Linked DNA regions of Mus musculus: regions 1, 2, 3, 5, 6 and 7 are each linked to region 4. Evidence: chromatin contacts called from public HiChIP or PLAC-seq and promoter capture Hi-C data. All regions are on one chromosome and are shown on one strand. The core of a region is the stretch at or near the end of the contact, and the rest is flanking DNA. Distances in the headings are between cores, read along the strand shown. Region 1 has its middle 33 kb from the start of Wdr4. Region 2 holds the start of Pde9a (phosphodiesterase 9A). Region 3 overlaps Pde9a (phosphodiesterase 9A). Region 4 holds the start of Hsf2bp (heat shock transcription factor 2 binding protein). Region 5 holds the start of Rsph1 (radial spoke head 1 homolog (Chlamydomonas)). Region 6 overlaps Slc37a1 (solute carrier family 37 (glycerol-3-phosphate transporter), member 1). Region 7 overlaps Pde9a (phosphodiesterase 9A).

Evidence for each region. Promoter capture Hi-C pulls out the DNA fragments that hold promoters and counts their contacts. HiChIP or PLAC-seq counts read pairs in DNA pulled down with a chosen protein or histone mark. Capture Hi-C pulls out chosen DNA fragments and counts their contacts.
Region 1: a contact with region 4 is called in a promoter capture Hi-C map of embryonic stem cells, with 2.8 times the contacts expected there. The contact joins the enhancer-like site here to the promoter of Hsf2bp in region 4. A contact is called at or near these places in 9 of 39 promoter capture datasets (the 3T3-L1 cell line, the C10 cell line, cranial neural crest and 4 more), 1 of 15 datasets of contacts at CTCF or cohesin (large pre-B cells), 1 of 484 Hi-C or Micro-C datasets (brown adipocytes), 3 of 115 datasets of contacts at active chromatin or transcription factors (embryonic forebrain, embryonic stem cells and forebrain) and 4 of 9 other capture datasets (adipose tissue, embryonic stem cells, liver and 1 more).
Region 2: a promoter capture Hi-C map of liver shows a contact between it and region 4, with 4 times the contacts expected there. The contact joins the promoter of Pde9a here to the promoter of Hsf2bp in region 4. A contact is called at or near these places in 6 of 39 promoter capture datasets (embryonic stem cells, hippocampal neurons, maxillary cranial neural crest and 2 more), 1 of 15 datasets of contacts at CTCF or cohesin (large pre-B cells), 3 of 115 datasets of contacts at active chromatin or transcription factors (embryonic forebrain, embryonic stem cells and large pre-B cells) and 3 of 9 other capture datasets (embryonic stem cells, liver and pancreatic islet).
Region 3: a contact with region 4 is called in a promoter capture Hi-C map of hippocampal neurons, with 3 times the contacts expected there. The contact joins the enhancer-like site here to the promoter of Hsf2bp in region 4. A contact is called at or near these places in 4 of 39 promoter capture datasets (embryonic stem cells and hippocampal neurons), 1 of 484 Hi-C or Micro-C datasets (gonadal supporting cells), 2 of 115 datasets of contacts at active chromatin or transcription factors (large pre-B cells and stem cell-derived neural progenitor cells) and 2 of 9 other capture datasets (embryonic stem cells and liver).
Region 5: a promoter capture Hi-C map of embryonic stem cells shows a contact between it and region 4, with 2.3 times the contacts expected there. The contact joins the promoter of Rsph1 here to the promoter of Hsf2bp in region 4. A contact is called at or near these places in 4 of 39 promoter capture datasets (cranial neural crest, embryonic stem cells, hippocampal neurons and 1 more) and 1 of 9 other capture datasets (liver).
Region 6: a contact with region 4 is called in an H3K27ac HiChIP or PLAC-seq map of extraembryonic endoderm stem cells, with 3 times the contacts expected there. The contact joins the enhancer-like site here to the promoter of Hsf2bp in region 4. A contact is called at or near these places in 10 of 39 promoter capture datasets (the HPC-7 cell line, cranial neural crest, embryonic stem cells and 5 more), 3 of 484 Hi-C or Micro-C datasets (cerebral cortex, cortical neurons and embryonic stem cells), 6 of 115 datasets of contacts at active chromatin or transcription factors (T-cell acute lymphoblastic leukemia, embryonic forebrain, embryonic limb bud and 3 more) and 3 of 9 other capture datasets (adipose tissue, embryonic stem cells and liver).
Region 7: a contact with region 4 is called in a promoter capture Hi-C map of the HPC-7 cell line, with 3 times the contacts expected there. The contact joins the enhancer-like site here to the promoter of Hsf2bp in region 4. A contact is called at or near these places in 7 of 39 promoter capture datasets (the HPC-7 cell line, embryonic stem cells, hippocampal neurons and 3 more), 5 of 115 datasets of contacts at active chromatin or transcription factors (embryonic stem cells and large pre-B cells) and 1 of 9 other capture datasets (embryonic stem cells).

The regions. Positions count from the first base shown.
Region 1 is chr17:31,477,543-31,480,600 of GRCm38.p6, forward strand. No RefSeq gene overlaps it. Among named protein-coding and RNA genes, the nearest start is that of Wdr4, 33 kb to the right of the region's middle. Within about 2 kb of position 1,784, at least 19 of the 459 cell types and tissues checked have an H3K27ac peak or open chromatin away from gene starts, as enhancers often do. A contact at or near this core is called in embryonic stem cells and liver, where this site is marked.
Region 2 is chr17:31,384,953-31,388,004 of GRCm38.p6, forward strand. It overlaps Pde9a (phosphodiesterase 9A), which reads left to right and starts at 1,282. Exons shown (of 19, transcript NM_008804.4): 1 at 1,282-1,404. The coding sequence starts at 1,336.
Region 3 is chr17:31,450,072-31,452,922 of GRCm38.p6, forward strand. The region is part of intron 7 of Pde9a (phosphodiesterase 9A); the gene reads left to right. Among named protein-coding and RNA genes, the nearest start is that of Gm9902, 16 kb to the left of the region's middle. Within about 2 kb of position 1,355, at least 54 of the 459 cell types and tissues checked have an H3K27ac peak or open chromatin away from gene starts, as enhancers often do. A contact at or near this core is called in hippocampal neurons and stem cell-derived neural progenitor cells, where this site is marked.
Region 4 is chr17:32,032,577-32,035,853 of GRCm38.p6, forward strand. It overlaps Hsf2bp (heat shock transcription factor 2 binding protein), which reads right to left and starts at 1,932. Exons shown (of 8, transcript NM_028902.1): 1 at 1,869-1,932; 2 at 685-835. The coding sequence starts at 1,916.
Region 5 is chr17:31,275,670-31,278,879 of GRCm38.p6, forward strand. Rsph1 (radial spoke head 1 homolog (Chlamydomonas)) reads right to left here and starts at 1,627. Exons shown (of 9, transcript NM_025290.4): 1 at 1,533-1,627. The coding sequence starts at 1,586.
Region 6 is chr17:31,308,720-31,311,859 of GRCm38.p6, forward strand. The region is part of intron 3 of Slc37a1 (solute carrier family 37 (glycerol-3-phosphate transporter), member 1); the gene reads left to right. Among named protein-coding and RNA genes, the nearest start is that of Slc37a1, 14 kb to the left of the region's middle. Within about 2 kb of position 1,267, at least 57 of the 459 cell types and tissues checked have an H3K27ac peak or open chromatin away from gene starts, as enhancers often do. A contact at or near this core is called in embryonic limb bud and extraembryonic endoderm stem cells, where this site is marked.
Region 7 is chr17:31,423,695-31,426,891 of GRCm38.p6, forward strand. The region is part of intron 4 of Pde9a (phosphodiesterase 9A); the gene reads left to right. Among named protein-coding and RNA genes, the nearest start is that of Gm9902, 9.8 kb to the right of the region's middle. Within about 2 kb of position 1,252, at least 48 of the 459 cell types and tissues checked have an H3K27ac peak or open chromatin away from gene starts, as enhancers often do. A contact at or near this core is called in the HPC-7 cell line and embryonic stem cells, where this site is marked.

The sequences.
Region 1 (3,058 bases), core at 534-3,033, 560 kb before region 4:
GTTCTAGAATGTTACTTCTCGTTTTTGAATAATTCATTGGGGGTAGTGACCCTCTCTGTCTCTCTGCCTCTGTCCCTCTCTGTCTGTCTCTCTGTCTCTGTCTCTTTGTCTCCCCCTCTCTCTTTCTGTCTTTGTGGGGTATGCACACTCGTGTGTGTGTGTGTGTGTGTGTGTGTGTATTTTCCTCACCATGTTGCTGAGGCTAACCTCAAACTTTCCATGTAACCCAGGCTAGCCTTTGGCTGGCCTTTGGATTTCAAGCCCTCCACCTCAGCCTCTCAGCCTCTTACCACAGCGACTGCTCCCATCTCCTTTGACCTACTCGGTTCAGCCCTCATCTCTTCTTGGTTTTGCTTTTGTCTGTCACCTTAATCCAGAGGAACTTCAGAAGCCCTCTGTCACCCTGCAGGACAGGACAGTCACCTGCTACGCTGACCAGAAAAAGACCCTCCAGTCCCATCTGCTCTTCCCACCTTACCACCAAGGACTTCCCCCACCCGACCCTGCCCCCAGGCCTGGGATCCTGACTGACTGCAGTAGGAGATTCCTGAGCCCTCTGGGAATGAATGGGGGAGGGGAGGAAAGGGGACCAGTCTAAGTAAGTGGCCAGCTAGCAAAGTAGACTGACTAGGACTCTGCTCTGGTAGGGAGAATGCAGAAGACTGGTGGACCTGCTTCTGTCCTTAGACATTAGGACTTGGGAGTCTCCCAAGACCCCAGAGTCACACCCAGCCTGAGGTTAACAAGAGCTGTGAACATATATACTGCCCCATCCACACCAGGAGGACCAGAGACTGGAGACTTAACTGGGGTCACTCAGGAAGCCTTCGAATGCCTTCCAACCTGCCCATATCGCTTCAGTAACGTAACCTCTCTGCACAAGCAACTCTTTTTTTTTTAAAGAATCATTTATTTATTTTATATATATGAATACACTGTAGCTGTCTTCAGACACACCAGAAGAGGGCATCAGATCCCATTACAGATGGTTGTGAGCCACCATGTGGTTGCTGGAAATTGAACTCAGGACCTCTGGAAGAGCAGTCAGTGCTCTTAACCACTGGAGCCATCTCTCCAGCCCCCACAAGCAACTCTTAAACCATTCAGCTAACAAACTTACGGTGCTAGTCTTCCGCCATCACCAGACTCTAATTATGCCACCACAGAGCTCTCTGAGCCGTCCCTGCTCACTTCTCAGATAAATTAGTCTCTAGCTTGTTGGGCAGGACTCGGGCCACCCTTCCCCATAGTCTTTAGTCATACCTCTGGCTTCCCAGCATGCCTTATGAAGGAGGATGCTCCACCCCTTAATTTGCATACTGCAGATGGCGATGGGGTCTGTACCTTTTCTAAGTTTTTGTTTGTTCACTGCCCATATAGCTTTCCTCTTCAGTGAAACCAAACCTTTGTTCATTTTCCTCGTGGGACCATCTTTATCGATCACAGGGGCTCTTTATTTTCTGAACTCAGAACCTCGTGGTTATTGTTATATTTTCATAACCGACAGTCTGGGATGTTCTGGTGCCCCAGCATGGCACTAAGAGGTCATGGGTATGGAGTCCAATGACTGAGTGTAGCACCTGACGAAAGAGACACAGAATCCTGCGTGTTCTTCACCCCGGGGGAAGACAGATGCGTTTCTGGCCCTCAAGAGCCTGCTGCAGCAGACCACCCAGACACCTGGCTTCCTGCCTGGGAACTGGGAGGAAGCCTGTCTGCTGTGCTCTATCCCTGCACGGTGTATAGGGGCAATGAGCACCTGTCCAAAGGTGACACAAAATTGCTGCTTCCGACCTCTGCTGTCTTTGTGCAGCTGCAGCAGCCTCCTCTCCCCTAGAAAGTTCACTCCCAGAGTTCCAGACTCTGGGTCAAAGGTCAGTTGCATCTGTGAAGCTCCAGATAAAAAAACATTTCTGGGTGGCTTCAAGTGACTGCTCCCCTGGGCTGCTTCTGCCTCCGGCTCCCCTTCCCTCCTTCTCTTCCCCATCTCTCAGTCCCTCTCCCTCATGCCCTGCCCCCCCGGGGAATGGAACTCAGTGCTTTGTGGATAACGCAGGACACTCCCATCATCCGGCCTAGCCTGCATCTCCTCACACCATCTCCTTGCCTGGATAAAGTTCATCCTAGATGGGGGAAGGACGCTCTGTCTCCACTCTCCTCCAATACCTGATGTAAGGCCTTCCCTAACCATCTGTCTGAAAGCTTTTGATCCAGCCTCACCCCTCCTCCTGGGCCCCCCTCCCCTTCCTGGTCTTATTGTCCTTCAGTGTACTCTAAGGTGACCCAACCTTGTTCCTGGGCTGAGGCCGGGATTTTTACTCCCCAGCTGTAAGTCCCAGCCCTTCTGAAGACCTCACACTACCAACGTCACTGATGGGTCTTCTCCTTGTCTGTGCTGCTCCCCCTAGCACTGGGTGCACCCATGAGCTCCGTGTGTGGGAAGTTTGGGCTGCATCCTAGGATCTCCTGGTTCATGCTAAGTCTCATTGCCATGCCTAAGATATGTGGAATTGGCCAGGTTAATGGGTGAGAGTCCTACCTGGGCTCCTTCCTGCCTCGGTCGTTGGAACTGCCCTGTGACCTGCCTCACATCTCAGAGTCAGCCAGGAACTCCAGGTCTCCCCCACCCCCACCCCTCAGATGTCAGCATAGATACCAACTACTCCACACAGTTTCTCCTGGACCCACAGGATATAGGGCCCCTATCACAGTGTTACATCCTGATTGTGGGTGATCCAAATTGCTCATGTAGGCAGGTGCCCTGCAAAAACCACTTCCCAGGAAACCAGGAAGCACACTCCTTTAATCTCAGCACTTGGGAGGCCGAGGCAGGTGGATCTCTGAGTTTGAGGCCCACCTAAAGAGAGTCCCAGGTCAGCCAGGGACACACAGAGAAACCCTGTCTCAAAACAAAAACAGGGCTGGAGAGATGGCTCAGTGGTTAAGAGCACTGATTGCTCGTCCAGAGGTCCTGAGTTCAAATCCCAGTAACTACATGGTGGCTCACAACCATCTGTAATGGGGACCTGATGCCCTCTTCTGGTGTGTCTGAAGACAG
Region 2 (3,052 bases), core at 32-2,531, 650 kb before region 4:
CAGGCCCATAGGATAAGGAGCCCCAGGCATTCTCAGCCAGCACAAGCCAGACAGCAGCAGATGGGCAGTGTGGCTGGAAATCCACTCAAGACAAACAATAGGCGCCTTCTCCAGCGGTTTGACAGCGGCTTCCAAGAGCAACAAGCAGCAGAGCCCCTCCTCCAGCTGTTCCCACAAGGAAAGCCCCAGAGAGTCATTTGTGTCCAGAGGCCAAGGAGACCTGAAATTCTCTCCCTTCAGGCTTACCATGTGCCCCCCAATCCCCATGAAAAATAGCAAAAGTATATGTGAGTGTTGTGGGGGCGTTGGTAAGGGAAGTGCTGCATCTAACAGATAGTTGACTGGGCAACCTTCCCTCTGCTTAAAGGGCAGGAACGGGGCTGCCCGGTCAACTCCAGGTGGAGGGAAACAGCCTTCCCGGCCCTTCCAGGAATGCACAGGCTGCTTGGGGAAGGAACTTTCCCCACTTCCGATTCAAATTAAGTGAGGGTGGCCTTTACTGCAGGATGGGGGTGTGTAAAAGGGGAGGGTGTAGTAGGGGGGAGGGAGAGCTGATTTCCCAGCACTTTGGGCCACAGCCACAGCTCTCAGCCCAATGACTGCTGTTAACTGACTGGTGTCTGTCTATAGGGGTGATCTCTGATCACCCTAAAGGGCACAGTGGGCATGTATGAAGGGGACCTTAGAAACAGGCTGTCAAGGTGACAGGAATCAAAGGAGAAGATGGGGAGGGGAGGGGATGGGGAGGGATAGAAAAGAAAGAGAGGGCCGGAGGAGGGAGGTGGGGAAGAGAGATGAGAGAGTGGGAAGGGACCCTAGGTGAGGAAAAGGGAGAAAGAAGGGGAGAGGGGGAAGGGAAAAGGTGGCAGAAAGGGAAGCAGGGTAGGGGAAGGAAAAGAAGGGGCGAGAGAACGGAATAGAGGAAGGTGGGCAGAGAAAGCAGGAGGAGGTGGGAGGGAGAAAGAGGAGAGCCTGGGAGACAGGAATAATGGGGGAAAGGCTGGGAGGGAGGGGGCAGACATGGGAGAGTGAGGAGAAAGGGTGGGGACGAAGGAGCTGAGCATGAGTGAGGAGGGGGAGAGGCGTTTGGGAGGAGCCTTGGAGAGAAAGGAGGAGGATGGAGAAGGGGAGGGATTGAAGAAGGGAAGGGAAGGGAGAGGAGGGGATGGAAGGGCGGGGCGGGCCAGCGCCGTGGGAGGAGGGGCGTGTGGAGGCCGCGAGCTGCCAGCTCTGGTTGGCTGGCCGCCCCCGCCCCTCCCCCCGCCCCCGCCCTCCCGGCGCGGCGGCCGCGGCGAGAAAGTAAGGTGAAAAAGTCCAAGTGCAGCTGCGGGCGCGATGGGGGCCGGCTCCTCAAGCTACCGGCCCAAGGCCATCTACCTAGACATCGATGGACGCATCCAGAAGGTACCCCGATCCCCCTCCCTCCGAGGCCTCCGTGCGCCCTAATAGGCGCAGGTGTCCCCACCGCGGGCTCGGAGCCCACGGATCAAGCTGATCTTGGCGGCTCGCCCCGGGAGGTACGGCAGCCTGCGGTGCAGACCCGCGGGGCCGGTTCCAGGTGGAGGGTGACAGTCTTGAGGGGGATCCTGCCTCTGCACCCTGTGGCCTCGCGGCGACTGAAGGGACCCGCTTTTGACTGTGCCGTACGCTGTCCTCCCAACCAACTTGAGCCACGTAGGAGTGCGGTTCGCCACAGACCCTTTTTGTTCATGGCCCTCCCCAGCCCTTCTAAAGACCCTTCTCTGGGCACAGAGTGCCCTTGACTTCTGTTGATTTTGACAAAGGGACAATGGGCAAGCTGGCCTGGAGGACGGTTGGGGAAGGGGGTGTCTCATTAGCTCCTCCTAAAGTGCCTATGGAAACGCCTTTTTTTGTGGGGGGAAATTGCACCCGGACATCTCAGGAAAGTCGGGCAGCTTGCTGTGGACTCAGCAAAGGAAGCTAAGGAGGGTTGCCTGCTGGGTGTGGGCCCTCCTTTCTCAGGTGTGCGCTCTCTTAGCTAGCTGGCTGGTTTGCTTCCCCAGTAGGAGAAACCTACCTTCCTCAGCCTGATCCTGGGAAAATGGGAAGTCCCATCCCTCCTCCAAGGTGGGCCCTTTGATAGGCTCGGTGACTTGGGGTGGCCTGAGAGGCACCTTCAAGCATCACTGCTCAGCTTCTTACTTAAGCAGGAAGGGCAGGTGCAGGCTCTGACTCCAAAGGCACAACTACAGAGATTTAACAGCCGCCCCTTCCAGAGGAAGGAAGGGCTCTCCTTGTGTGTCTTCCTGCTTCAGTCCACACGAGCACAGATGTGTTCATGCATGTATGCACAGTGTGTATACAAAGCACATATCTGTACACATACATTTCCCCCATCCCACTAAATGAGAATTTATTAAAGCTTTTTGTTTTGTTTTAATTTTGGCGCAAGGGATGGGCTTCATGCATATGAGGCAAACTCTTTGTCATTAAGCCATATTGCTGGACTTCTTTGAGCTCTTTAAAGAGGAAAGAGAAGGTGTCACCTGTTCGGCAGTGGTAGGTCCTTCCTAAATTCTCCTCAAAGGTCCTCAAAGAGCTGCTCAGCAATGCACGGAAAGTAGAAGAAAGGTTTAGGCCCTCCTGATCAGACTGGTCTGTCACTGTGGGGAAGGTGGGCTTTTCCAGTGGACATACCTGAACTTGGGTAATCTCTGGAAAGGTCACCTATAAGCCAAGCCTGGGATGGGTGGGGACAGGTACCTACACTAGGCTAGAAAGACATAGCCCTGGGTGGAGGCAGACCTGATGTGGGTGCTGGCTCTGCAGTTCTGGGCTCCTCTGGCTGGCATTCCTCTCTGTGATGGGATCGTCGTATCTGTTTTATAGACTGTAATGAGAGTAAATGGGAGATAGAAACAGTGCCTGGAACATTGCAGAACACAAGAGGCATTATTCTCCTCTCAGTCTCTGTCTGTTCATAAACATCTTTGTACTCACACCAGGAAGGAGAGGCTGGTGGAGCAAGCGGGGCCTCCACCCTGTCACTGTGGTCAGCTCATCACTGATCCTGGGCACTCTGTCTTTAGCA
Region 3 (2,851 bases), core at 105-2,604, 580 kb before region 4:
CAGCCATAGGACACTGAGTGATCAGCTCACTCCCACTGTTCCTGTGAAGGTAGCCAGAATCATAGATCCCAGCCTAGAATCATAAATCTTCCATATGCTCTCAGGGAAGGCAGAAGACAGAACGTAGATCTTCAGGGGCCAGGACAGTCCCATATGCATGACCTCTAAGAAGAACCAGAGTCACCTGGAGGACAGACACTCAGTGAGGCTGGGAACCAGCGCAACAGCCTCTGACCCAAGACCTCACTTAGCCTGTGATCACCCCAGAAGGCATGGTTCCCAGCACCAGGCAGGGGCAGGTGGCCTCTGTGCCAGCCCCCATCAGCAGCGCTGGCAGTCTGCCTGGAGTGGGTTTTTGGCTTGTCTCAGTGACGGGTGTGCCTCTGTACCCCACAAGTACAGTTTAGAGACATAAAGCAGAGCCCTCTGGTGCCTCCACAGGCACCAGAGACAGCATTCTCTGCAGACAGCACTGGAGGTGTCCCTTGTAAGAAAGAGACAGGGTGAGATGCTCAGGCTCTGCCTTCCAAATGAGCAAACAGATGCGAAGCTCTGGCCTGGCTCAGGCACCTGGAGCCACTTTTCTATTCTGAGCCAGTGCTTTAATGTTCAGGATGCAGGATGGAGAAGGTAGTATTTGTGGTACCTCTTCTGTCTTATTGATGGAAGGAGTCCATTTTAAGTGCAGAAGCACACTCAGCCATCAAGCCCCTCCCCGCCCCTCAGGATGAGGCTGTGTAAATCACCTAGACTGTGGAGAAAAGTTGCACCCTTGAGAGGTGCAGACACTACCTTCCTCAAGGAACCAAAGGGACAGGAGACCAGGTGAGGTAGAGCCTAGCTCTACGCTTACAGTAGCTCATGAGCCTGAAGGACAGACTGACATTTGCCCACTTTTGAACACACTCTGACAGGGGCTGGATCCACCAGAACCTACCTAGAGACAAGAGACGGGCTGTACACAGCCTTGGGAAGACGGTATTCTCCTTAGACTTACTGAGGTTTCTGTTTCCCTGAAAGGAATGGATTCCAATAGCCAGCTCACATTCAGGGCAGAGGCGCACACATATCCTACTGGGAAAATATGGTTGCTGTGGTTCCCATGCAAGGAGGGAAAGAATATCCTGCAAGGCCGGTGTAGGGTAATGCAGACAGAGAGTACTGACTGAGGCTTGAGGTCTGTACTCTTCTGCATGTGTCTCAGTCGAATGGCCTTGGCCATGAACTGAGCCCCGGGGGGTGGAAGGCTGGGAAGCCCAGGAAACGAGGCAAAAATGAGCTCCAGACAGAACAAAAAGAAGAGGCACTAGGCCAGCTGCTCTGCCCGCTGGAGGATGCTGGTTCCTGTGGCAACGGGGCTCAGAGTGGGAAGTGGCTGGCCAAGGCAGGGTCAGCAGGCATCTACCAGCCCAGTCTGCCCCCAAGGCCTCAGTGGCTAGGAAGGAGCTGGATTCCAGCAGTCAGCTTCCTGCCTGGGAGGGCTTCCATATGCTCTCAGGGAAGGCAGAAGACAGAACGTTGAACAGAACACAGTGAGGATGTGTGTATAGGAGAGACTGAAGGAGAAACAATGTTACCCTATATAGCCAAGAGCAGAGCGGACCTCTCATAGTCAGGGTGGAGGTGCAGATGGCTTCACTGGAGCACTTGATTGGCTCCTTCTGTTGGTTCCTAGAGCAAATCCTATACATTTGCTAAATCTGTTAGAATCCCCTTGGTACAGCGACTGTCACAATAAGCTGGTAGGTTTTGCAAGTGGTGCAGTTGGGAGAGAGGCAACTGAAGGCTGTGTTTCAAAAGGAAAAGATTTATGATTCTAGGCTGGGAAACCGCACAGGCTCATGGGAGACTTCAGACAACACAGCTGGAGGCTGGGGGGGGGTGGCGGGGGGGGGGTCACTGGTTCAGTTGAAATCTATTGCAAAGCTGGACTCCTGGGTTTTTCCCCTTCTAGGTGTGTTCATCTAGTTTTGAAGGAAAAGAAACTTAATCTACTGCTCTGTGATCTTTTTTCACTTGTAATGTTGTGAAAAATAAGTAGATTCAATTTTAACCCTCCAGGTTGTAGGGTTTTTATCTCTTCTTTTTCTTAACCCAACACCAAATATAGTTGGGAGGCTCAGAAGTGTAGCCATGTGTGTCCTCCATGCCTTAGAACCTTCTGAGGGCTGTCGAGATGGCTCAGCGGTTAAGAGCATTGACTGCTCTTCCAAAGGTCCTGAGTTCAAATCCCAACAACCACATGGTGGCTCACAATCACCCATAATGAGATCTGACGCCCTCTTCTGGTGTGTCTGAAGTCAGCTACAGTGTAATTATGTATAATAATAAATAAATCTTAAAAAAAGAAAGAACCTTCTGAAAAGACACTCTAAGATGTTCTCAGAGTGGCTTCCAGGGTGTGGGGTTTAGGGAGAAAATGGAAGACATTGGGATTTCTCTTTGGTTTTCTCCTGGGTTTGTTGTTTTGTTTAGTTTGTTTGTTTGTTTGTTGTTTTTGAGTCAGGATCTCCAACTATAGCCCTGGCTGGCTGCAGACAAATGATTCTTCAGCCTCATTGGTTGAGTGCTGACATCACACGTGTGTACCGACCGTCACATCCAGCCGCATCTTCGAGAATAAAAATGTTTTGCTGTGAGCAGGATAGTGCTGGCACATACATTTAGGCCCAGCACTCAGGAGGCAGAGGCAAGCAGATCTCTGTGAGTTCAAAGCCAGCCTGGTCTATAGTGTGAGTTCTAGTTCAGCCAATGTTACACAGAGAAACCCTATCTCAAAAAAAAAAAAAAAGTATGGGACGTGGTTCAGTTGGTGGAGTGTTTGCCTGCTATGCATGAGAATCTGGCTTCC
Region 4 (3,277 bases), core at 682-3,181:
CCCACCCTACCCCCTACACCACCCCTACCCCACAGCCTGCTTCCAAGTAGATCACCATACTGCTTGTTTCTTGAATCTCAGGCTAGGCTTGAACTCAGTATGTAGGTGTGAATGATCCTCAACTCCTGATCCTTATACCTCCACCACTTAAGTACTGGATTACAGGCATGCACCATCAAGTCTGGCTCAGATACCTATATTTTTGAGTCAAGATACTTTCTTGGTGGGGGAGGGGAGAGGGGTAGAAGACAACACTTTCAGGATGACATGACACACACACTGGTATGGGGGAGGGGCTGCAATCAGGATATAAAGTGGATAAATAAATAAATAAATAAATGGGGGAAAAAAAGATACTTCCTTATTTGGACTTACAGCTCTAACCATTACTTGGGTTTTTAAGGTGTACACTATAAAGCCACACTATGAGAGCTGGCAGTCAGATGTAACTTGAAAAATTAGCCTTACCCACCAAAAGCTGATGTCATTGCAATCCAGTCCCAATTGGTAAAGTGCTGACAAAAGCTCCAAATACCTCCCAAAAAATTTAACAGGGTTCCAGACTCATATCTGGTATGTTGCTCAAATGTCAAACATCTGGATAGACAAGTCCTAGCAATCCTGAACTTCGCTCAACTCCCCTGCCCACCCAAAGACAAGTGGCATGCATGAGGTAAGACTCACTTTTTTCTACCATCTTTAATTTCTGGAAACTTTCCAGTAACTCCCCATTTAGTATTCTGGGTAAGAAGTCCCGTATTTGCATCACTTCCGTCGTCAGCCGTTCCAGGTCCTTCTTTCTGACTTTAACAAATTCTTCTTTAGATTCCATGTTCTAAAAGAACAAGTAGATCTTAGCATTGTAGTATTTCTCTTCAGATGACTAGAACTAGCATCCCAAATCGACTTGCTCCCTTTTCTTTCATGCCTCTTACATTCATAATTGCCTCACAAATGTGTTTTTCTTTCATGCCTCTTACATTCATAATTGCCTCACAAATGTGTTTACATACGTACCTGTGTGTGTGTGTGTGTGTGTGTGTGTGTGTGTTAAGGTTTTTATTTGGTTTTTGAGAGGGTCTCACTGCGTAGCTTTGGTTGTTCTGGAACTATGTAGACTAAGCAGTGTGTAGGCCTCTGCCTCCATAGTGCTGGGTTACAGTCTCTTCCACCACTCTTGGCACCTAATGTCCCTCCTGTTACACATATATGGATATAGATGTGTGTGTACACATGGGCTTTATATACAGAGGGCCATGATGACGGGGACAAGGGTGATGATTCACACCCACAGTCCTAGCTTCTCAAGAGACTGAGGGTGAAATATGGCTTTGCCCAAGCGTTGGAGGCCAGCCTGAGCAACATGTCAAGACTGATTCAGTAAGAACAAATATGGTGGAGGAGGGAATGGAAATACGTAAGGGGAAAAACCGAACTCATATTCCTAAAAGCCAAAAGAAAATGCCTGCAAGTTAATGCGCCCCAGGCTGAACCGCTCGGGTGGGATCCCTGCGGCCGCATTTGGCTTTTGCTGACCCCTAACATTCACACCATCATACAATGGCATCCTACCGGAAGTAGGCATTAACCAGGCCCTCTCATGAAGGGGCATCAGGGGCAGAACCCAGATAAGTGAGTTCTCAGCTCCGGCTCCCCGGAGCCTCAAGGCCTAAGGCCTGGGCTACCACTTTTTAACCTGAGGCATCCGCAGATGATTTGGAACTGTGCCTCTTGTCTCCGGCCCTGGCCCACCCTCGCGCAGCTCCTGGCCAGGTCCCCTCAGGGCTACAGGGACATCTCCTCAGGCACTGGATCCGCCCTGAGGGGAGTAATCAGCAGCAGCTCCCATATGTAGGGCACCCACTGACCCGGCAGGCCTCCTCAGTACCGGACCCGTCGCCCACGGTTGCGGCCATAGCCGCTGCCTCAGCTTCGTGCGCCTGCGCAGAGCTCGCTAACACGCACACACAAAAACGCGGGAATCTTAAGATGCCCCACGATACGGAAAGCCACAAGGTTCAAATCTCGACGATTTGCTCTTCACTCTCGCTTTCTGGGTCCAGGGATGAGATGGACCTGGATTCTACTGTAGCTTTCCTACTTCAGTTGCGTTTCAGACTTGTTACCTGCAAAGTGAGGCCTGAGAGTCAAGCAGAATCCGTCCTTCCCTGTTTAGAGAGAAGATGCTACAACCAAACCTATACACTGTGAGAAACCGCGCAGGGAAAACCTCATCGTCCCTTGGCCCCAAGTGCTTCTGTGCCAGCACTTGGGTGGCGGAAGCTGGAGTTCAAGACAAACTTGCTACATAGCATGGGAAAATCTAGGCTGGGCTACATGGGGGTAAAAAAAAAAAAATCAAAATTAAATCACCAAAGCTTGGAAGAATATACTAATCTAATAATTCTCATGTTTGATAACGTAGAGTTTTAGATGTCCCTAAAGTTTGCACAATTGTTAAAAGCCTTCTTTTATGTTGGTTTAGTATGTTCCCGCTTGTGCTGGTTTATGTCAACTTGACACGAGCTAAAGTCATGGGAGGAGGGAACCTCAGTAAAGAAAATGTCTCTATAAAATCAGATTGTAGCAGGCCTGTAAGGCATTGTCTTAGTGACTGATGGGGAGGACCCCACCTATTATGGGCGGGGCCATCCCTGGACTGGTGGTCCTGGGTTCGGATTTCTGAGTTCGAGGTCAGCCTGGCCTACAAAGTGAGTTCCAGGACAGCCAGGGTTATACAGAGAAACCCTGTCTCGAAAAAAAAAACAAACAAACAAAAACAAAACAGGCTGAGCAAACTGCAAAGAGCACGGCGGTAAGGAGCACCCTCCATGGCCTCTGCATCAGCTCCTGCCTCCAGGGTCCTGTCCTGGGTGAGGTCTGGTCCTGGCTTCCTTCCATGGCGAACAGTAATATGGAATGTGAGTCAAAACAAACAAACAACGACAACAACAACAAAAAAACATTTGCTCCCCAGCTTGCATTTTTGGTCCTGGTGTTTGAAAATCTCACTACCCACTGCTTAGAACTGTGTGTTTTGAATGCAGGACTTACAGAGTCAAGTTAGATCCTCAAAATTTCCCTCTACAATAGACATCCCTGCATCTCACCCAGACGTCGTGTGTGTGGATTTGCTGATTCCCCATTCAACAAGCCTGCACCTGTCTCAAGATGCGGCGGAAGGCTTGCTGTCTTGCCACTACACACCCCTAGATCTATCCTAGGACCCTGCAAAAAAGGATTGCTCACTACACCACACCTCTGTAAGTGCCCCTGA
Region 5 (3,210 bases), core at 377-2,876, 760 kb before region 4:
GGGTGACTAACAGAGACATTCTTTAAGTTCACCTAAAGGTGGTTTGGTGTCTTGACTACAGGCTTAAACATGTTACAAATCAGTAGGAGCGGGCGGGGAACAAACCGGAAACCCCGATGGAAGACGAGACTGTGTGTAAATCAGATATGTATGAGCAGAAGCAGAGGGTAGATTAATGACCTCTGTGTCTCTCATGAGAGAGTGTGTGTGGATGGTGTATGGTGTGGTTTGTGTGTGTGTGAGGTGTGTGGTATGGTGTGTATGTGTGGTGTGTGTGTGTGGTATGGGGTATGTGTGTGTATGTGTGGTGTGTGTGTGTGTGTGGTGTGTGTGGTATGGGGTATGTGTGTGTATGTGTGGTGTGTGTGTGTGTGTGTGTGTGTGATGTGCAGTAAGGTGGGTATATCCATGACCATGTAGGTGTTTGCTCATGTGAACGTTCATGCTCATCTCTAGAAACCAGAGATTGACATGCAATGTCTTCCTCGAATCTCTCCACCTTATATTTTGAAACCGGTCTCTCACTGAAAGCTGGACACCCCCCCCCCCCCCCCCGTTCAGGTAGGCTGGCCAGCCAGCTCCAGGGATCCTCCTGTGCTAGCTCTTTACATGATAGTGGTATCTGAACTCAGGTCCATGTGGCTCAGCAAGCACTTTACTTGACAGAGCCATCTTCCCCATGGAAGGAGAACCCTAAGAAACCAGGTCTGTCAGATTGGAAAGGAGGCAGCTAAGCCAGGGCGCATGTTGCAAACTTCAGGTGCAATACCAGCCTCCAGCACGGAGACCATGAGGTCTAGATTTCACACTTGAGAGAGTCCTGTTTTTTTGCACTAGCTCCTTGGTGTTGGGAGCAAGGGACTCCAAAGCACTCCTGCATCTTCCCACTGACCAAGCTGCTCCTGCTCATGGATGAAGAAGTTAAGTAGGGAAGCCTGCAAAGAGGTCTGAGCAGGTACCAACACTGCATTACAGAGCATAGGGCTGGGCTCTTCAGTTGATGCTCAAACTCCCGTTTGCTCACACACAGCAGGCCTAGTCCCCACTTTGTCAGCCAGGGCGTGGTCATTCTCGGATTTAAGGATAAACAGCCGGCCCACAATGCACTCACCATGAGAGCACATCCTGGCTATGGGTCCTTTGCCTTCCCTCTGTTGTCTACACTAGGGAAGTGATCCCGATGACTTGGGATGGTTCAGAGACACTGATTCAAGACCTACATGGTGAAACCTTGAGAGCCCGGGCCACCTCAGCACAGTGGTGAGTTGTCAGGAGGCAACCTTCTCTATCCCTTTAACTCATACCCTCTGCCTAGAAATCTTCGCCTTTAATGGGAGGCGGGATGGGAGCGGGGAAGGAGGGTGGAAACTAGACGTCACGGCGTTTCACCTTTCAAGCGACTTCCTGGACTCAGCGCCGCCAGTGTGGCCGGCGTGGTTCTGTCCCCGGCCTTTCGGCCCTTCGGTCCCCACGCCTCCCGCTCCGGAGCTGCGACGTACTCCAGAAGTCCCTCCCTGGTCAAGAGCTCTCACCCCAAGGTCGTTCTCTCCCTCCTCCTCTAACTCCTCAGAGCCCAGGTCCGACATGATCTGGTTTCAGACAGGATCTCAGGAGCAACGTCTCTATCAAGCAGTTACCAGCCACCCCCACGCGCGTCCCGCGTCGTCATGGAGACACTGCCCGCCCCACTTGGCTCTCCGCCTGAAAGAGTGGCGGAAAACGGCTGCAAAAGAAGCGTGGGAGGAGCCAAGAGCTGGAATAGTGTCCTAGCAACTGGAAGGGCATTTCTGCCAATCGCCGCCCAGGACGAGGGGGTGGGCGGGGCCTTGGCAGACTTGGTACCCACGCAGACCTGGCCTCCTAACATGGGCAGTGTCACTGGCCTGGGGAATGTCCTTAGTAGTCTAGTTTGTGGGCTCTACAAGGAACCACCTGAAAAAGCAGACCCGCCATTAGGATGAGAGATGTATCTCAAATCTAGGCCTTGCCTTTCAATCCCTTGGGTCCCCCGTGGATGCAAGGACCCTCCCAGGCTCATCTACACTGAGATGTTTGTGGTCTCTAGATGAGTGTACTCTTGAGTCTTTTCTGTTTCCTGTCAACACGTATACACTGGAGCGATGAATTCTGACCACTCAAACTCATGCTCACTGACCCGGGTCAGGGTTTAACATCTCAAACCAATTCAGGTTACTTTTGAGCTTTCTCTCGCAAAGAACCCACATTCATTCTGCTCTGTCTTCTGGTGCCTGTGGGCTTCCTCTCAAAGGCCCAGCCTGTCATGCCACGCATACAGACCCACTCAGACCCACTTATTCACACTGACTGTCTCTTACAGATAGGTCCCTCCAGTGCCACATTCTACCCTGCAAGGCCCCTCTGGGTCCCCTCCCACCCCTATACTGTCATCCCAGGCTCAGACCTTCCTGCTAAGCTAGACTTTCTGTCCCGGTATCTGGCCTCCTACCCGTCTCACAGTTTTCCTCTGTGCAGAAACCCAAGCACACACAGGCTCCCTCTATGTCCTCAAGATCCCCCCTCCCTGCACTAGCTACATTGCAAACAAACCAAACCGCCCAATCCTCTAGTTCCTACTTCTGGCTTCTGCCTGCTCTAGCCCACCAGCTCCCTGGAATACCTGCTTGCCCACACTTGAAAGCACACCAATACACTTTTTTTTCCTCCCCAAAGATTGGCTAAAGAGCTGTCTCCCCGTGTAATAAAACGTAAAACATAACTTGGGACAGACAATTTAAAATGCTAATGTGCCTTGATGTGTATGCAGTGTTCCAATTCACACACACACACACACACACACACACACACACACACATACCAGGTGCCGATTTCCACAGCCACAGCCACAGCCACAGCCACAGCCACAGCCACACGACCACTGTAATCACTCCTGGGTGCAACCTTTAGAATCTGCTCTTCACACTTCATGTGAACTGTCCTTGTCACTGTGACAATTTTGGTTGTCAACCCAACACACTCGGGAAGAAGGGATCTCAATCGAGGAATTGTGTCCTGGTCTGTGAGAATGTCTGTGGTGGGTATTGCTCATTGGTGGAGGAGAACCCAGCCCACTGTGGGCGGCACCATCTCTAGGATGTGTAAGCAAGCCAGAGGGCATGAGCCAGTAGGTAGTGCTCCTCTTAGGTCTTCAGCCCGTAAGCCAAATAAGCCATCCCTGCCCCTGAGTTGCTT
Region 6 (3,140 bases), core at 17-2,516, 720 kb before region 4:
GTGAGGTGGGCATGGCCACTGGAGGGTCTCCAGGGCAGGACCTTGCCCTTGGACTCTGATGAACACAGGTCAAGGTCACACTCTCCTTGCCTTAGGTATGCAGAAGTGACCCTTGGGACCTCTAGGTTTTTTGAAGAGGCGCCTTAGTTTGAATCAAAGTCTCAGAGCCCATGGTTGAAAGGACTTGTGTTTGTTGTCAGGAGGAAGGGAGCTCACCTTAATGTCTTCTACATTGGTCCCCTGGCTCCAGGCTCTTGTTTCTTATTTAAGTTATGTATATGAGTATGTATGTGTATGTGGCTATATCTTCAGACACACCAGAAAAGGGCATTAGATCCCATTACAGATGGTTGTGAGCCACCATGTGGTTGCTGGGAATTGAACTCAGGACCTCTGGAAGAGCAGACAGTGCTCTTAACCGCTGAGCCATCTCTCCAGCCCTCTATTATTATTATTTTTTTTAAAGATTTAGGGTTTTTTATGGGTATGAGTGTTTTGCCTACATGTATGCATGTGCATTATATGCATGCCTGCCTTCAGGGTCAGAAGAGGGTGCCAGAGAGCCTGAATCTAGAATGATGAACAATTGTGAGCTGCCCAAAAGGATGCTGGGAACTGAGCCAGGGTCCTATGAAGAGCAGCCAGTGCTCAGGACTGCTGAGCCATCAGTCTAGTCCCTGGGCTCTGCTCTTAACAGGGCTGCCCAGGAGTCTCCAGGGCAACTAATTGCTTGCATATGGTCAGGCTCTCTAGTGAACCCGGGTATACAATAGCTTTATGCTGAATCCCAAAGGCTGCTTTGCCTCCTGATACAGACAAGGCTGTCTCCACCTATGATTTAGACATCACAGAGCCCTGGGAAGTATGCAGCCTCCGCTACTGCAGCTCCCGCTATAAATGACACAAATGATCCAGGAACGAGGATGATTCTATCAGGGACCCCATGAGTCACCATCTGCAGTCTGTATTTCCCAGAAGATTATAAACAAAACTGGAATACATTTGCTTACTAGACCCTGACTGAGAACGGGCCATGATTCGCCCAATGGCCATGACTCATTTGTCAACTGATGACATCAGGTCAGTCAGGGTGACACTTGCCTCAACCGTTGCTGATTGCTTTTATCTTTCTCTGATTTAAAAAAAAAATAGTGCCTTTAAAAACGTTCTGATGAACCTGGGGCTGAGAGGACAATGTTGTTCCCTCTCATGATCTCTGCCTGCAGCCAGACATCTTTATTTGAGGCAGATGTTTTCCCTGGCTGGTAGGCAGATGGGGTCTATATCCCAATGGAGGGGAATTTGGGGGGACCTTCCTCCAGGCTGGGCCAGAGCAGAATCTGTAAATAGATGGTTTCTCAGAAAGGTTACTGCATGGTCCCTGAAGAGCGAGGAAGGGTGGGAGAGAGAGAGAGGGAGAGGGATTGGAGGAGGCTGGCTTGAGGATAATTGTTGACAGCCCTCTTTGCACACAAAATTGAAAATGGAAAAACAAAACAAAACAAAAACAAAACAACAACAACAAAACCCACGCCAGGGCAAACAGAAAACAAAAATTAAAAAGGCCAGCGCTGTCAAGGAAAGCTGTTTTCTGAAAAGTTCCAGTGCTTCCTGTGGTCATGGGAAAACCTCAGCAGAGATTTCCGCATTAGACAAGATCTCTCTGCGTGGCCCTAGCTGGCCAGGCACTCACCAAGTACAGCACGCTGACTTCAGACTCAGAGATCTGCCTGCCTCTGCCTCCTGGGTGCTGGGATCAAAGGCATGCCTGTACCGTCACACCCAGCCAAGTTTTTAATCAAATAAAAGAATCCTAAAGTTTATATGAAAAGATACTCCTTAGGAATTAATCACCAAAAGGCAGGCATGATAAAGTGCTCCAGTAATACCAGCACTCTGGAGGCCTGGAAAATCTCTGAGAGTTCGAGGCCAGCCTGGTCTACCTACATAGGGAGTACCAGGGCCACCAGGGCTACATAGAGAGAGCCTATTTCAACAACAACCAAAAGAAAGATTTTTTTTTCGAGACAGGGTTTCTCTCTATAGCCCAGGCTATCCTGGAACTCACTCTGTAGACCAGGCTGACCTCGAACTCTGAAATCCACCTGCTTCTGCCTCCCAAGTGCTGGGATTAAAGGCGTGGGTCACCACCGCCCCGGTAAAGATAACTTTTAAATAAAACAAAGTAAAAATATATATAAAAAAAAAAAAGTAGTGCATCTTTAAGTACCATAATCAAAGTATTAGGCTGTTGCGCGAGAGCAGGCAAAATGCTTAAAACAGAGGAGGGTACAACTGTTTTTAATTCCGAGATTGCTGCCTGGGATGGGTAACCTTGTCGCTTGATGGCTTAGTGATGCCCAGGAGGTGAGAGAATCCTAGTAGATCTCGAAGGCGCTGACCTGTCAGTAGATTAAGCACCACTGGATTCAATTTGAACAGTTGGGACATTGTGGAAGATCCCTTTAGCCAGAGGAAATGGATCACTTGGGGGGTGGGTCTTAGAAGAGCATATCCTGCCGAGGCCCCGCCCACCACGATGCCCCGCCTTCCCACAGCTCAGAAACCTGAGGCCAAAGACAGCCCACTGTCCTAGCAAACCAAGAGCCAAACTACACCCAATTATAAGTTATTTTTCTCAGGCATTTGGTCAAAGCTATCAAAACAAGCATCCATAATTAACACAGAAGCATCTTCCGTTGTCGTTTTGACAGGGTTTTACTGGGAAACCCCGCTGGCCTTGAGAACTCTGTAGCATTCCTGTCTCAGACTTCTGAGTACAGCATGTCCCACCACACCCAGCTAGTATAAATGTCTTTATTGCAGCATCGTTTATACTGGCCCAGAGGGGAAACAAAGTGCATGGACATATTCAATAGGTGAAAATTTGAGAAAATTACGGCATTTTTGAGTAAAAATTTAGGTCACCAAAGATAGGATCCACTATCTTTTTTTTTAACTTTTTAAGTTACATTTATGTATGTATGTATGTATGTATGTATGTATGTATGTATGTGTGGGGAGGGTGCATTGGGAAGTCAAATGATGTTCTGTAGGAGTTGGGTCTTTCCTTGTACCTGCCCTGGGGATTGAACTCAGGTCCTCAGGCTTGGCAGCAAGCACCCGTGCCAGCTGAGCCA
Region 7 (3,197 bases), core at 2-2,501, 610 kb before region 4:
TGTGTGTATGTGTGTGTGTGTGGGTGGGGGGGTCTTTTTCCCTAGCACTGGGAGACAGTCCCTGCTTCTAGATTGCTTCTCCTTTTATGAGGGAAATAAAGTCACAAGCTGTGACAGAAGCCATCGGACAGGCTTTTTTATGTCAATGGTGTCCGTAGTCCATCATTTTTATTTTAAGTAGCTCAAATTAAGGCGTTTCTCAATGGCAATATATACCATTGTGGTTGACAGCCCACTGCAGCATGCCTGCCTGCGAGAGACAAAGATGTCTGAATACTAGCCACAGTCCTGAGCCCTCAGACCCATATAGGACCAAAGTGTGATCCTATGAAAGACGCAAGCTTACCCTGGTCTGAGCTGCCCTCAGGCAAAGCAGAGGCTGCCACGCTGCACAGTAGCCACAGGGAAACAGACCCCTGTTTCACTTCTTGCCCAAAGCAAGATGCAAAGCAAAATGTGTGGAGATAATGGGACCTGTAGTGTCCCTGTGGTCCCTGGAAGAGCTGGGTGCCCGTGGTTTTCTCAAGACACAGCGGCTGTTGACTACTGAGTCACACTCAACCTGGGGACAGGCATCTTCAGTTTCTGAACCCTGCAGAGAGCTTGCAGGTTCTGTATGCCCACCATTCCCCCAGCCTTCCCCTAGAGTCTAGGTCAGGCCTGTGCAGCCACACTCTGCCAGTTTGGTATCCATCTGGTTGAGGCAGGTCCTGTGTAGTCCTTTACATCAGCATATGCCATCAGCACCACTGGGTAAGGCTAGGATGCTCTGCATCTAGGCTACAGTGCAGGGGAGGTCCAGGGCCTTGTTTACAGCAGCTTCCTTGGCACCACTGCTGTTTCCAAAAGACAGAGGGCAGGGTACAAGTGGCAAGTGGCCAGTGATATACAGTGCTCAGAATTCCTGCTGGGGACAGGCACACCGCCTCCCCCTTCCTTGTGGAGATAGAGGCAGCCTTTGCTGGAGATCTAGGAAAGACCAGGTCAAAGGAGCCGTGTGTCCTTGAGGATGAAACTGCACCCTGCGCATGCTCCCACACGCTGTGTGCCTAGTGTCTCAGTGACTAAAACAGAGGCATCCGAGGCCAGAAGGTACCCCTGAGAGGGCTTCAGGGATGTCTATAGTGCCACCACGGAACTCCAGGCCCTGCCACACAGAGCATTCCATTCCGCCAGGTCCGCTTGGACTAGAGAAAGCAGCTCTGTCAGCCTGGCGTGCATGCTTATCTTAGAAGACAGAGGATGAGGTCCACCCCTCGGGGAATTTGCATTCAGCTTCCCTGTTTGCTCAGACATCATTTGCATGCTGCTACACCCAAGGTTCAGCCCGCGGTGGAACAGGTTGTCATTGTGTATCTATCCTGTTTATCCTTAAATGTTTCCATCACCCATGGAAGCCCGCACCTGAGTCTTCCTTTCCTACCCCTCCCCTCCCCTCCCAGGCTTTGGCAGCCTCTAGCCTGCATAGTCTATTAGGTCTGCCTAGTCCCCATGTTTCAGATATGCCACTGTGGCATTTGGGGTTACATCTTGGGGGCCACACAATCTGTGTGGTACAAAGTTGCTATACCATTCAATCTAGGGGTAACTGATGGTGCCTCATATGGGTGGGCCACATTTTGACCCCCATTTATCAGGGGACACACCTGAGGCTTGTAGCTATTGTTTGCAATACCGCTCTGAATTTTCCTGTGTATTTTTGGGTGGATGTTACATTCATCAACATTGTTACTGTTTCAAGATACACGGGGAGTTGAATAAGCCCATCATTCTTTATAGACACCTAACAGACATGAGGGGAAGGGACTGAAGGTTCCCAGCAAAGCATAGGACTCCAGCCTCGCCTGGCCTTAACGTCTCCATGTCTCAGTGGGCAGTTCTGAAACCCACCAACCACATCCTTCTCCATCCTTGTGTCCCCTCTGCCTGAGGACTTCCTCTGATCAGGGAAGACCCGGAGTACTGGATGGCCAGTGCTCCAGACATCTTTTCCGAGAGGACAGTCTCCTGATATCACCAATGCAGGAGCCCAAAGGGACCCCAGAGTACCAATCTCCATACTTCCACAATGGTCACTTCCTCATGCACGTGTCTCTGTTTCCCCTCCTTTGGAAGACTTTCTGCATAACCTCCCTAAATGATCTGCAGATCCCTTTTGTGGGAGCCCAGTCTTAGAGCTTTGAACTTGAAAATAGGAATCCAAGAATAAAGGGCCCATCTGAAGCTGCATTCATCCGCCAGCTGCGTGAAGTGGCCTTAGGAAAACTATCTCGCCCCATGTTCTTCCATTTCCTGTGCAGAATAGGAATTAAAATAGACACCTCCGCAGGGCTCTTTAGAGGGTAAGTGATGTAATTTATGCAGAATGCCTATTGAGGGCTGGCCACTTAGCAATGCTCAGCAAACGGTAGCTATCATTTAAAGTAACCTCCCAGGCAAACCACTGGGCAAAAGCTTGTCTCAACAAAACTGCAGGATTTCAGTGGAGCAGGGACGAGATCCCTCAGGGCCAAACCTGGAGTGTGGACTCTGGTTTTGCTCGGAAGCCAAGTTCCTGCTCTGAATTTGGACGCAGATGTGTTACTTGTGAGCAACAATAATGTTTCTTAATAATATTTTCTATATTTAGTGCCATTTCAGCCCAAAGCACGAAGGCTTTTAGGCTTCATAGACACATCCTTAATCATCCTTGCCTGCACTACTTTCTAAAAACAAAGAGGATGCAGCATATAAAATGCAACATATAACTGTTCCTGGAGTTGCTTGCTCATGATTCTCCTCCAGGGCGGGCGAGCCAGCCAGGGCGTCAAGCAGTCCACAGCCAGAAATGTGGGTGGCAAGCAGGGGTGGTCCTGACTGCAGGCTTCCTTTTGGCTAAGAACAGCTCTGGCATTGAATACTACTAGTGCTTCAGGGCCATGCATGGTCCAGCTCCCCTCTGTACTGAGACATCCCTGAGTTCCAGCAGAACACAGCATTCAGCCAGATCTAACCTGAATGCGCAGTTCCACAGGGTACCAAGCGAGGAATTCGATAAAGGCTAGCTAGCCATCATGCAGTCAAGACAGATATTTCCACCAACCTTGAAAGCTTCCCCAAACGCACTCCATAAGAAGCCACCATCTCTGCCTGTTTCGGCAGCTTGCGTTGCCAGCTCTCAAGGGCCACTCGTGCAGAGACCTATTGTGCTTCACCCA